Regions from separate parts of the Mus musculus genome. Here region 1 is linked to region 2. A link is a contact called in public HiChIP or PLAC-seq data. All regions are on one chromosome and are shown on one strand. Each heading gives the region's core, a stretch centred on a gene start, on an enhancer-like site or on the middle of the called end of the contact. The rest is flanking DNA. Distances are from core to core; before and after follow the strand shown.

The links. HiChIP or PLAC-seq counts read pairs in DNA pulled down with a chosen protein or histone mark.
Region 1: an H3K4me3 HiChIP or PLAC-seq map of bone marrow-derived macrophages shows a contact between it and region 2, with 9 times the contacts expected there. The contact joins the enhancer-like site here to the promoter of Klrd1 in region 2. A contact is called at or near these places in 2 of 39 promoter capture datasets (the HPC-7 cell line and neutrophils), 1 of 484 Hi-C or Micro-C datasets (bone marrow-derived macrophages), 3 of 115 datasets of contacts at active chromatin or transcription factors (bone marrow-derived macrophages, large pre-B cells and memory CD8 T cells) and 1 of 9 other capture datasets (macrophages).

What each region holds. Positions count from the first base shown.
Region 1 is chr6:130,091,115-130,096,720 of GRCm38.p6, forward strand. It overlaps the pseudogene Klra11-ps. Among named protein-coding and RNA genes, the nearest start is that of Gm22621, 19 kb to the right of the region's middle. Within about 2 kb of position 1,492, at least 15 of the 459 cell types and tissues checked have an H3K27ac peak or open chromatin away from gene starts, as enhancers often do. A contact at or near this core is called in bone marrow-derived macrophages, macrophages and memory CD8 T cells, where this site is marked.
Region 2 is chr6:129,590,003-129,595,602 of GRCm38.p6, forward strand. It overlaps Klrd1 (killer cell lectin-like receptor, subfamily D, member 1), which reads left to right and starts at 1,808. Exons shown (of 6, transcript NM_010654.4): 1 at 1,808-1,835; 2 at 3,488-3,580; 3 at 3,726-3,788; 4 at 5,408-5,559. The coding sequence starts at 1,829.

The DNA.
Region 1 (5,606 bases), core at 242-2,741, 500 kb after region 2:
AGATCTCTCAAAACCTGTCAGATGGGAAACATACATGCACAAACAAAAAATTCTTCTAATAACTGCCACCATGTAAATGCTCTAAGTCCATTTTAGCATAAAAATTTCATAAATACACTCTTACTAAAACCTTCCATATTCTGTCAGCAACAAAGTTGTAGACTTATATTTTCTAGACAGAAACAATCAAAATTATCAAAGGTATGGATTTGTAATTCGCTCCCCATGAGGCAGTAGGTGTGCCAAATAGAACTTGGCTTCTAGAAACTATAAGATTCTCCTCATTCAAATATGGATTTCTGAGTTTCCATATCTCTACATTAAGTAAGTTACCCCCAAATGATTAACCCAAAGATCACAAGCATCTTAACCTGCTGTATGTACTTCAAATCTGCCAGAGAAGAAATAATAGATAATAATGCAATTCTGTACTCATGGTATTTCTCTGCTACATACCTGTGTCTCATGAAGAATCTAAAACACTCTTGGTTTCACTGTCCCATCTCTCCTGTTCTCTGTTGAGGGATTCCAGAAGTTCATTGCTTGGCCTACAATCTATAGCCTTATTTGTCAACATTTCTTCCTTTAAGTTGAAATCCCTTTGCATGTTGCTGCAGTTATGGTGGTTGTTGAGAGTTTCATGGATTTCTTGTTTGTGTTGACTATACTGAAAAACTAAATTAATCACAGATATAAAATAAAAATGCTTAAGAGAAATGCATATCAATATTTAAGATTAGAGAATAGGCTTCACGTGGAGAGCCAACACATATTATTATTTCCTTGGTATTTTAACATTTATAAATTATTACTTCAATTTACTCATTATAGAAAGAGATACTTCAATTTTCTCTAAGTTAAGTTTACTGTAAAATAAATTAACAGAGCTGAAAAAATTATGGTGGAAGTAACTTCCATTCACTTCAATTTTACAGCAGAAATTTGCAGATAATTACCTAAGTAAAATAATCAGTGAATATTTAGCAAACTATGAAAATGTGAACTAAAAAGAAAAAAAAAACCAAAAGGACAAAAAACAAAACAAAACAAAAAAACACAAAAAAAACAAAACAAACAAACAAACAAAAACTCACGTTAAAAATGGCACAATTCTTCTTTGAGCATATGCTTTGTAATATATTCACATACAGAGTTATGTTTTGGCATAGCCTGAAAGTGATTCCCTTTGTTAATATAGAGAAATCCAATTAAACTTATCTTAATGTCTCTGTCAGATTAAATCTTTTTATGTATGCATAAAATAAACTTTGAAGAAATATAAAAACAAGGCCATTGATTCTTTGCACAGGTGTTTTTCAAAAAATGTTTATTTTACATTCGCAATCATCTGAGCTGAGAAATTAAATGATCATCAAGTCCTCAGAACGAATATGACCAAAAATGAAACTGAAAGGGGGAACTCTCAACAGTCCCAGAGCTAATAGATTAAGTATGAAAAGAAGAGAACACTGCAGTTTTTCAGGAAAAAAATATCATAACTCCAGAGATTCTGACTCATCTCCTCCTGATTATAGACAGAACATTGTACAGCATGTATTACTGCGTAGTTAATGTCTAAAGCTATTCTCTAGGCGGAAGCTCAAAGAAGGTGCATCTCAGTTACTTACTCTTTGTCACAAACACTGCAACAATTACCAGCCGAAGGGTACAGAGGATTCCAAGAGCTATCACAATGAGCTGCCAAGGAACTGAACACACTTAAATCAGCAAAACAAAACAAGAAAATCTCTATTAATAGAGTAGATCTCAATACTAATTACAATTTGTGTAGCATGGAAACAAGGAAATCTTTGCACAAGTCTATTATATGAACTGACTGAAAATGTACCCTCAAGATTGTAGATTTCTACCTAAAATGTAAGGATTTTAGAAATCTTACAGGTGTTCACAAAATTTTGAACAAGGCCTGAGCCTTGCACAGTGAATCCTCCTGACTCAGATTAGAAGGAGCTAGATGACAGGCATGTGCACTCACCCAATTCTATAGAGAAAAAAAAGTGCATTCTACAGATGTCATTCAAGGCATATATACTATCCAAGTACAAGGTATCAAGCTGAGGCATGCAGCCTACCAAGAGAGATAACTGAGGATGGGGAGGAAGGAAAGAGGGATGGATCTTTTTGAGAAATGGTAGGAAACCACAGTTGTTCTAGACATGATCTGTATGCATCGCCATCCTTGAAAGTGCCTATAATTCAAGAATCACTTTTTTCCTGTAAGTTCAAAATTGCTCCATATAATACTAAATATTTGCGTGTATCTAAGGTGTTTGGAATCTGAAACACATGCCTGTGACTTACATTATATCAAAAAAAGATAAAAATCGCAGCTTGGAGTACAGCTGTGCCAATGTGTATAGAGTAACTAAAAAGAATAAAAATTGAGATTTTCTCAATTTCAGTAAGAAACAAAATTATTCTTTGATATTTTTTCAGGAACTCCCCATGGGGTTTACTTATTCCTACATGGACGAATCCTCTCATCCCCTCTCTCTGCATCTGCAACTTTATTATCAAGAGGAAATGTCCTTTTCTGATGGACAACTGTTTTTGCATAGCGGCGTTATATATTTGGATGTTTATGACAATTAAAACATGTTCTCCAAGAGTAAAAGTATTGATTATAATGCATAGGCTTCATTTCCTTAGGATTTTACTTCTCTAGAAAATTGTTTTTTTCTCCAGACCCTAGTTTGTCTGCCAGTATTAAAGTTTAGATGTTTATGACAATTAAAACACTTTCTTCATGTATGAAAATATTGTTTCTTTTGGGGGAGTTTGAGAAAGGTTTTCTCTGTTTTGCCAGGCTGTCCTGAAACTCACCCTGTAGACCAGGCTGGCCTCAAACTCAGAAATTCACCTGCCTCTGCCTCCCAATTAATGGGATGAAAGGCACGCTCCACCACTGCCAGGGAAAAGTATTTTTTTCTAATGCATAAGCTACATTTCTTTAGGAGTTTGTTGTTCTAGAACATTTCTTAAAAAAAAAAACACTCTTTTTTTTAATGTTAGTTTTGAAGTTTTCAGAATTCTTCTTGACTAGACTAAAGGAAAAAAAACCCTCCTAATAGTTTCTTACTTCTTGTTTCCCAAGAAATGTTTTCTCACCAATTACCATTGTTCTAATCAGCCCATCTGATTTATTCCCTTATCAGCAAACATCTAAATGGTAGAAGCGTTATATATTTCTTTCTGTTTGATATTTAATTTTAAAACTTGATTGCTTTATTTTTAAACTTAATTTTGTACAATTTTGTACATAATAACCCTCCAACTAATACTATTTTCTTCTCTCACCCTCGTGTATAATTAAGCCAAGATGAAATGGAACATTTTACTTTTCAATAAAAGCCAGTAGGATATTTTCAAACTATTAAATATTTAAAATACATCTTTTAAAAAGTGATTTTAAACACTTAAAACACTTACCTCTTAGGCCAGCTTTTCTAGATCTCTGAGTCCCCTCAAGTCTCACCTGGCTGTTCAAACCTGAAGACTTATGGAATCTCATAGTTGGGAAAGCGACTTCCTGCTCACCCATCTTGGGAATACGTAGAGTATGTTCTTTTAAAAAATATGTCCTTGAGTGATTTATAAAGATAACGTTAAAATGCCAACCTATTGGAAGGTACCTGGATCTGGTGATACAGAAGGTTGAGAAAGGGTGGGGTTTGACTAACTCACTTAATCATCCAAAATCCCTCAAATTCCATTAGAAGTGAGAAACCTTTGCAGACTTGCATTAAAATTGCTTTTATTTCTAATGGTAACAGCAGTTTATAGGAAATATAGAAGTATTAATGCCACAGCCCGTTTGTTCAAAATATCTAGCACATAAAAATGCTAGGTAAAAGTGCTACCACTGAAAAACATTGAAAAGAAATTTAAACAATCTATTCAAATAACAAAGAGTCAAAGATTTAGGAATAACTAAAAATGATGCTTTAAAATTATTTACACATTTGGATAAATACATGAATGCTAAATGATCTTTCAGTTATATATATGTGTGTGTGTGTGTGTGTGTGTGTGTGTGTGTGTGTGTGTTTGTGTGTGTGTGTGTGTGTGTGTGTGTATGTGTGTGTGTGTGTGTGTGTATCAGACTTTCCCAGACACTACTGCAGGTGACACAAGAGACAGAAATATCTCTTAATGAAGCTCCAATCAGCTGAGATATCCAACCTCTCAACACAGCCTCAGTCTACACATTCCTCCATATGGTTGGACCAGGTAAGTGGATGCAACCAGAAAAGATCTTACTGAGTGGGATAATTCATGCCCAGAAAGCCAATACTGAATATTTTCTCTTATCTGAGGTTTCTGGTTCAGTCTTCAGAAAAGATTTGTTATCTTTAGTAACTGAATCAACCAGAAAAGTAGAAAGGGACCTTGCCCATGGAGTATGGGAGCAACAGGAAACAGCATAGAGAATAAAATACAAAGTTTCAATTTTAAGACCTTCCATCTAAATAGTCATGTCACATATAACATACTCATACATAATGTTGCAAGAGAAGGTTATATGAAATTGTCAGTATGAAGCACACATGATCTAATGCCCATAAAAGATACAATCTGATGATAGATATCAATGTACTAGGAAACACTAAACATTTGTAACTGGCATTACCCTTACATTAATAACTGAGCTAAGAGCCAGCAGATAGTAAAGATAAGCTGCATGTGTGATAGCTTTCTTTTCTACTTTTTTAATTTATGAAGTTTTCTGAAGAGATTCACTGTCTTATTTCTTGACAAAAAAAAATCCTTCAGTTACAGAATTTTGTTCCAAATTTTTATTTATTAGTAGTGCTCTTCGGATGGGTGTATTCAAGCCAATGTGCATGTGTCCAGAAGACCATTTACAAAGTGAGTTGTCCCTCTCCTCTTTCCTTTTAGGTACAAGGATCAAACTTGGGTATTCAGGGTTTTCAGTAGCAAGCACATTTACACACTGAAATATTTTATATAGATACTATTATCACAACTTTCAGATGGATAATATATAAACATTTAACCAAACTAAAGAGTCATGAACTCCATAGATTCCTCTACCTTAAATTCTTAGCACACAATACAAGTCCCAGCATACTCCAAAAGAAAATCACCAGTGCAGAATAACAGTTTTCACATGCTACCAGATTTAACCTGATATAACACAGCCAAAAGGGCTCTCAGCAATCCTGTTCTCATGTGACACTGCATGAAATTCTCTAGAGTATATTTTATCATTTGTTAGAAAAACAATAAAAGCAGCTATTTCTACCTGTGTCTCCACCCTGAAGTGATTCCTGTAGAAAGAATGGATGCCTCAATTGGGGTAATGTGGGCCTTTACAGTCTGTATCCCCTGAGAGGCTCCAAGAAGAAAGGCAGAACTAAATTTCCTCCGAGTGATACTCAACCTCATGTTTTTCTGCCCCTCCTCTTGACCAAATCAAAAAGAGGAAATTGCTTTTGAAACCTGAGTCTGAGAGCAAATTAAAGGAGCAAAATATTGGGCCAGATGTTGCAAAAGAAACATCTATAAATGATATTTGAAGACAGAGAAGTTGAGCACTCCTGCAGAGAAAGCAAAACCCGTGT
Region 2 (5,600 bases), core at 558-3,057:
CTTTGAACTCTCACCTGTGCTTTTCACATACTGGGATAACAAGTATGTGCCATAATTCCTGGCAAGAAATGATACTCCATCGAATTTGAAAACTAACATAGCCTAACGAAAATATGTAATATGTAAGGGATTTAACAAGCAAAACCTACTAGAGTTTATGAGGGTTTTTCATCACCATGATTACAAGTGACTTTATGGCAGGCCAGAATCTTCCTTTTCAGGAAGCCTCCTTAATGGAGTGTGCTTTGTAGCCTGGTGCACAATGGGAGGGCACAGTCTTTACAAGCACTGAAAAAAAAATAAGTATCTCCATTGGGATGCTTTTACCAAGCTGTTGTACAGTCTAGGTGCACATGTCTAGGTATAGAGAACTCTCCATTGCTCACATCTTCAGTGGGCATTAAATTCCCTTTCTCGGATCTTTCCTCAATCTTTCAAAGATGTAATTATTAAAGTCACCACTTGCTTTGAACAAATTCTCTTTGTTCAAAGAGCAGTAGACTTAAGAGCAGGGGAAGCAGAGGGAAGAGATGAACATTGGAAGAATTTATTATTATCTGAAACAGATTCAGTGAAGCTCAATATCCCACTGAGTATTATGTGAGTTATGAGATGCTCAACACCCTATGTTCTGTGATCTCAATTCCAATGTTACTGAACTGTATCAAATCCTGATTTATTTCCTTAAAGGCCAGCCTGGTGATAATTTGTCAGCACTGTGTACTCCCATGTGTTGGAACATCAAGGTTTCCAGAAGTTTTAAGAGAAAAAAAAAAGTAAAGGTCATATATATAGGGGTGTATACAGTATTTGTCCAGAGTTTATCAGATATTCAAGAGAGATGATTGGGGAACATGAGATGTGTGTTGAGTGGAGATGAGTAGGAGGGATGGCAAGGAGTGTAAACAATTCATTTACCTGTGTACAAAATGAGAGCAAAATCAAGGATAGCTAGTAGTTTAGAAAGAATTAATGGGAAGATTAAAAGTGTGTGTTGGGGAGAGAGAGATGGGAAGAGAGAAGGTGGGGAGAGGGAGAGAGATCAGGGAAGAAAGAAAAGTGAGAAAACACAATAATACTGAATTCTTTCTGGGTCTTGCTGACTATGGTTGGGGTCAGTGATCAGGGAGCAGAAACACAGAACAAGTATTGGATATCCCAACAGTTTGTACTAAAGATGGGAAATATCAACCCAGAATGTGCAAGTCCAAGGATGTGCTTGGTTTGAGATAAATTCCATGTATGCTTTGGTAAAAGACTGGGCATCAAGCTTAAGTAACCTTAGTCAAATCAGCACTTCTGTGCCTCAGTTTCCCCACTATCAAATTTGGTATTTTCTTTATTAAGCGATCAGATAATATGTGATTTAAAATTTGTTTAACACAAAATAAATAAGTATTTCTTTATTTTGAAGGTAGTAATTCTGTGTGGGATTTTATGATACCAAGTGAGTTTACCATGGTTTATACACCTCTCCATTATTTTCTAAACTGCTTTTAGGGACGACTTTGATGTGTGCACATTGAAAACAATCTTCCTCCAACCTTATTTTGCTGTGGTGTTTTGTACCAAAACTAAAAGAGCAAATTTCCTGTGTGCAGTGGTTCCTGGGTCTTGTTCAAAGCTTGCAGTCTTTCTTCTGCTCATTCCCACTGTGCATCTGTGTCCCACCAACAGATGATTCAATAGCACCGCCACAACACACAGTGTTTCTTCCTCTTTTAATGCTTACTGTCTCCTCCGTAGCTTCCTGCTCAGCCCTGTGGTCCACACCGTTCTTTAAAAAGCACAAACACATCTCTGCACCATCCTTGGAACATCACTTCTCATGGCAGGTATGTGTGCCCCTGTCAGCAGATGTAATAGTAGTGATAAAATAATAACCAGGAAGGATGCCTCTTGTATTAACTAACTTCAAGGAGGGTTTAAAAAAATAAAACAGAAAGCATATAATCTGCAGTAGATATTTTTAGACTTTCTGTGCTTTGATGCTTTCTGTGTTCATTGTTTTCTCGATTCTGTGTTTTGAAACTTGAACATGATTTTATGAAGTGCATACTTTTGTAAACTTTTCCTAACTGAGTTAGCAAGTGGTGTCTATTAGGCATCATGTTAAATTCAGAATAAAACAGAAATTAAATTGATCAACACACACCATATTTCTAACATGGGGACAAAGATGGCCAAATATAAAGGACACTTAAAACTTTATAACTTTTCTTGCTGTGTTGTGGCCTTGCAAAATCACTCAGGCTCACTGACACTGTGTGCTGTTGTTAGCAGTAGAACTATTTTTGACAGTATTGCGTTACTAATACAGATTCTTCTCATATCGAAATATCTTAGCCAATAGGCAAGTGATTTTGAATATGACCTAACATAATGTTTAAGAACAGAAATTCAAAGGCTGGCTTTGTGTCATAATTCAAGGTGCTGTTAATTGAACCCAGATCCTCAATTTATGCTTGTTATGGAACCTCCTGCCATACCAGGTCTAGAAGGTTCCTTTTTATTTTCCTGCAGACATTAACAAACCACTAATCAAAAAATGGTCTGTGTTCAAAGGGACCCCATTCCATCATGGTATTCTCCTGACAAGGATGGTATATAATAAATAACAGACTCTAGGTCTTGACAATATTCTGTTTGGTTTTGAGTGGGCCCTTACTAACTTTATATCTTAAGAAAATAGCATTGTGATTACTGCCCCTCCCCCTTTAAAAAATCATCTCTTTAACACAAAACTTTTTATTCATGACATTCTTGAGAGAAAAAAATGATTATTAAGCAAGCCCACCAAGCGTCATGACTGCTTGTGGATCTATTCTAACCATAGAGATAAGTTTCACTGCTGATTTAAAGAGTCAGAGGTAAATGACTCTAATGAGGCAGAAAATATGTATGAATAACCTCATCAAAGAACAAGGTATACCACTTCAAAAGATTGCTAATGGGTGGTCTTCTGAAGGAACATCTTCGTTCTCCAGTGTTCCACTAGAGAGAGGTGTCTGCACCACTAAAGGAAGAAGTTTTCAGGTTCATTCTTAATGGTTTCTGTTCTTAAGAACGTCATCCACAATGAAGGAGCTAGAGAAAGTACCCAAGGATGGGAAGGGGTCTGCAACCCTATAGGAGGAACAACAATATGAACTAACCAGTAACCCCAGAGCTCGTGTCTCTACCTGCATATGTAGCAAAGGATAGCCTAGTTGGCCATAAATGGGATGAGAGGTCTTTGGTCTTGCAAAGATGATATGCCCCAGTATAGGGTAATGCCAGGGCCAGGAAGTGGGAGTGGGTGGGTTGGGGAGCAGGGGGAGGGGAAGGGTATAGGGATTTTTGGAGAGGAAACTAGGAAAGGGGATAGCATTTGAAATGTAAATGAATAAAATATCTAATAAAAAAAAGGAAAAAAAAGAACGTCATCTTCTATGTCTGCACTTTCATCTGTTAGTCATTAATGTATGTGTTTGGTATTTTTTTATAGTTTCTAGGATCACTCGGTGGAGACTGATGTCTGTCATCTTTGGAATAAAATGTCTTTTCTTGATGGTTACTTTGGGAGTTTTGCTGATAAATTGTAAGTGTTCCTAAGCAAGTATATAGGAAAAAAATCAACATTGTGATTAAATAATTTAATAATAAACATTTAATTTTTCTAATGTGTAATATTTTATTTCATAAATACATGTCAAACTAAGCAAGTCTATAATAATTTCTTATAGCATTTACTATACAGAACATTCAATCAACACCTTCTCCAACCACCACTGTAGAATTCCAGGAAGGTAGGTTCCATTTTTCTTTCTAAATCTTCATGACTCAGAGAGGATAAAACAGAGAAGCTCATTCTACAGCATGGTTTCATTGAGTAAAATGGTCCCCCCGCCCTTTTTTTGTTCTGTATTAAAATTACATTGAATGTAAGCAGCGTAAGACATACTTTATATAAACACTACATGCAGAGGTTCATTTTTTCCTCAGAGTTTTAGAAGTTTTGGACTGTGTTCTTCTGGGCCTGCCTGCCTTTTTTTTTTGCAGCTCAGTTGAGACATTGTGCCACGGTGGAAGCATGTGTGGGTGATCAGCCACTCATGTAGTAGCTAGAAAGCAAAGGGGAGGAAGGAGAAAATGAAGAGGAGAGCTGCCACTCTCCAAGTAAGAGCCTCCCCTAGCACCCTAGAAAGAACCACTGTACCCCACATTTAAAAGTCGGTGGTACTGCTGCCTTATCACAACTTGCATGCAAATTTTCTTACATATAGATCTTGGAGGAAAATCTCAGGTCCAAAGTCTCCCATAAAATTGTCATCATTCTCATAAAAAGAGAACGCTCTATTCTGAAGCAGAACATACATGTTTCCTAACGAGTGTTCACGACTCGTTAAATGACAATACACATTACAGACAAATATTATTTTGCATTTTCTAACAAACTACGCTTTCATATTCTTCTCTTTCTTTGGCTTCTGTTTTTCTTTTTTTTTTAAAGATTTATTTATTTATTGTATGTAAATACACTGTAGCTGTCCTCAGACACTCCAGAAGAGGGCGTCAGATCTCGTTATGGATGGTTGTGAGCCACCATGTGGTTGCTGGGATTTGAACTTCGGACCTTCGGAAGAGCAGTCGGGTGCTCTTACCCACTGAGCCATCTCACCAGCCCGGCTTCTGTTTTTCAGAATGCAGTATAGACATCTCTATAAGAATAGACCTTACTCATAAAGGATAGGCCCAAACTCTATTTTAATATTTTTTTTTCTAATGCTCCTCAAGTTTATAGCTTTCTGATCATACAGTTAATTTTTTATTTTATCTCAATTTTAGTGCCATTTATGTGATAAAGATTTGAGTGCCTTAATGTATCATGATATTTATTATTGAGGAAGAGAGGTGCTAAAGATACACTGTCACCCCTAAACTGTCAATCAGATTTAAAGCTAGTTGGCTTATATATGTTCATGCTTTAAAAAAGAAAATAAAAAATCTTTTAAAGCACTGTAGCCTTCTCTGACTTAGGGAATTTGTGGGATGTCTCCCCTGTGAGTTTGTTTCCTCTAGTTATTGGACATTCACCGACATGCTCAGCTGTGGGTACATCCTCAAAGTTGTTCTTCTAGCTCTGGTCCCGTCCTGTTCTCTGCTATCGGCTAGATTTATTTTATCGTCTCATCTAGTTATCACGAATCATAGCAAAGGATTGAGAATGATGTCATTCTGAATCTATCTTTAGAATATCCTCTCCACGAGGCAAAGCGTTTAGATGAATAATACCAAGATGTGATGTGTACTACACATTCTGAAGGAATGTTTGTAGGAAAAGAAATTAATAGCAAACAAAATAATCTTTGAATGCCAAGGAGTGCCAAAGAAGTTGGAATCTGTTAGGATGTGCTTTGCCTTTTAGTTTCTGAATGCTGTGTTTGCCTGGACAAGTGGGTTGGGCATCAGTGCAATTGTTACTTTATTTCCAAAGAAGAAAAGTCTTGGAAAAGAAGCAGAGATTTCTGTGCTTCGCAGAATTCCAGCCTTCTTCAGCCCCAATCCAGAAATGAATTGGCAAGTACTTCATTGTTTTTTACATTCTTTCACACTTACTA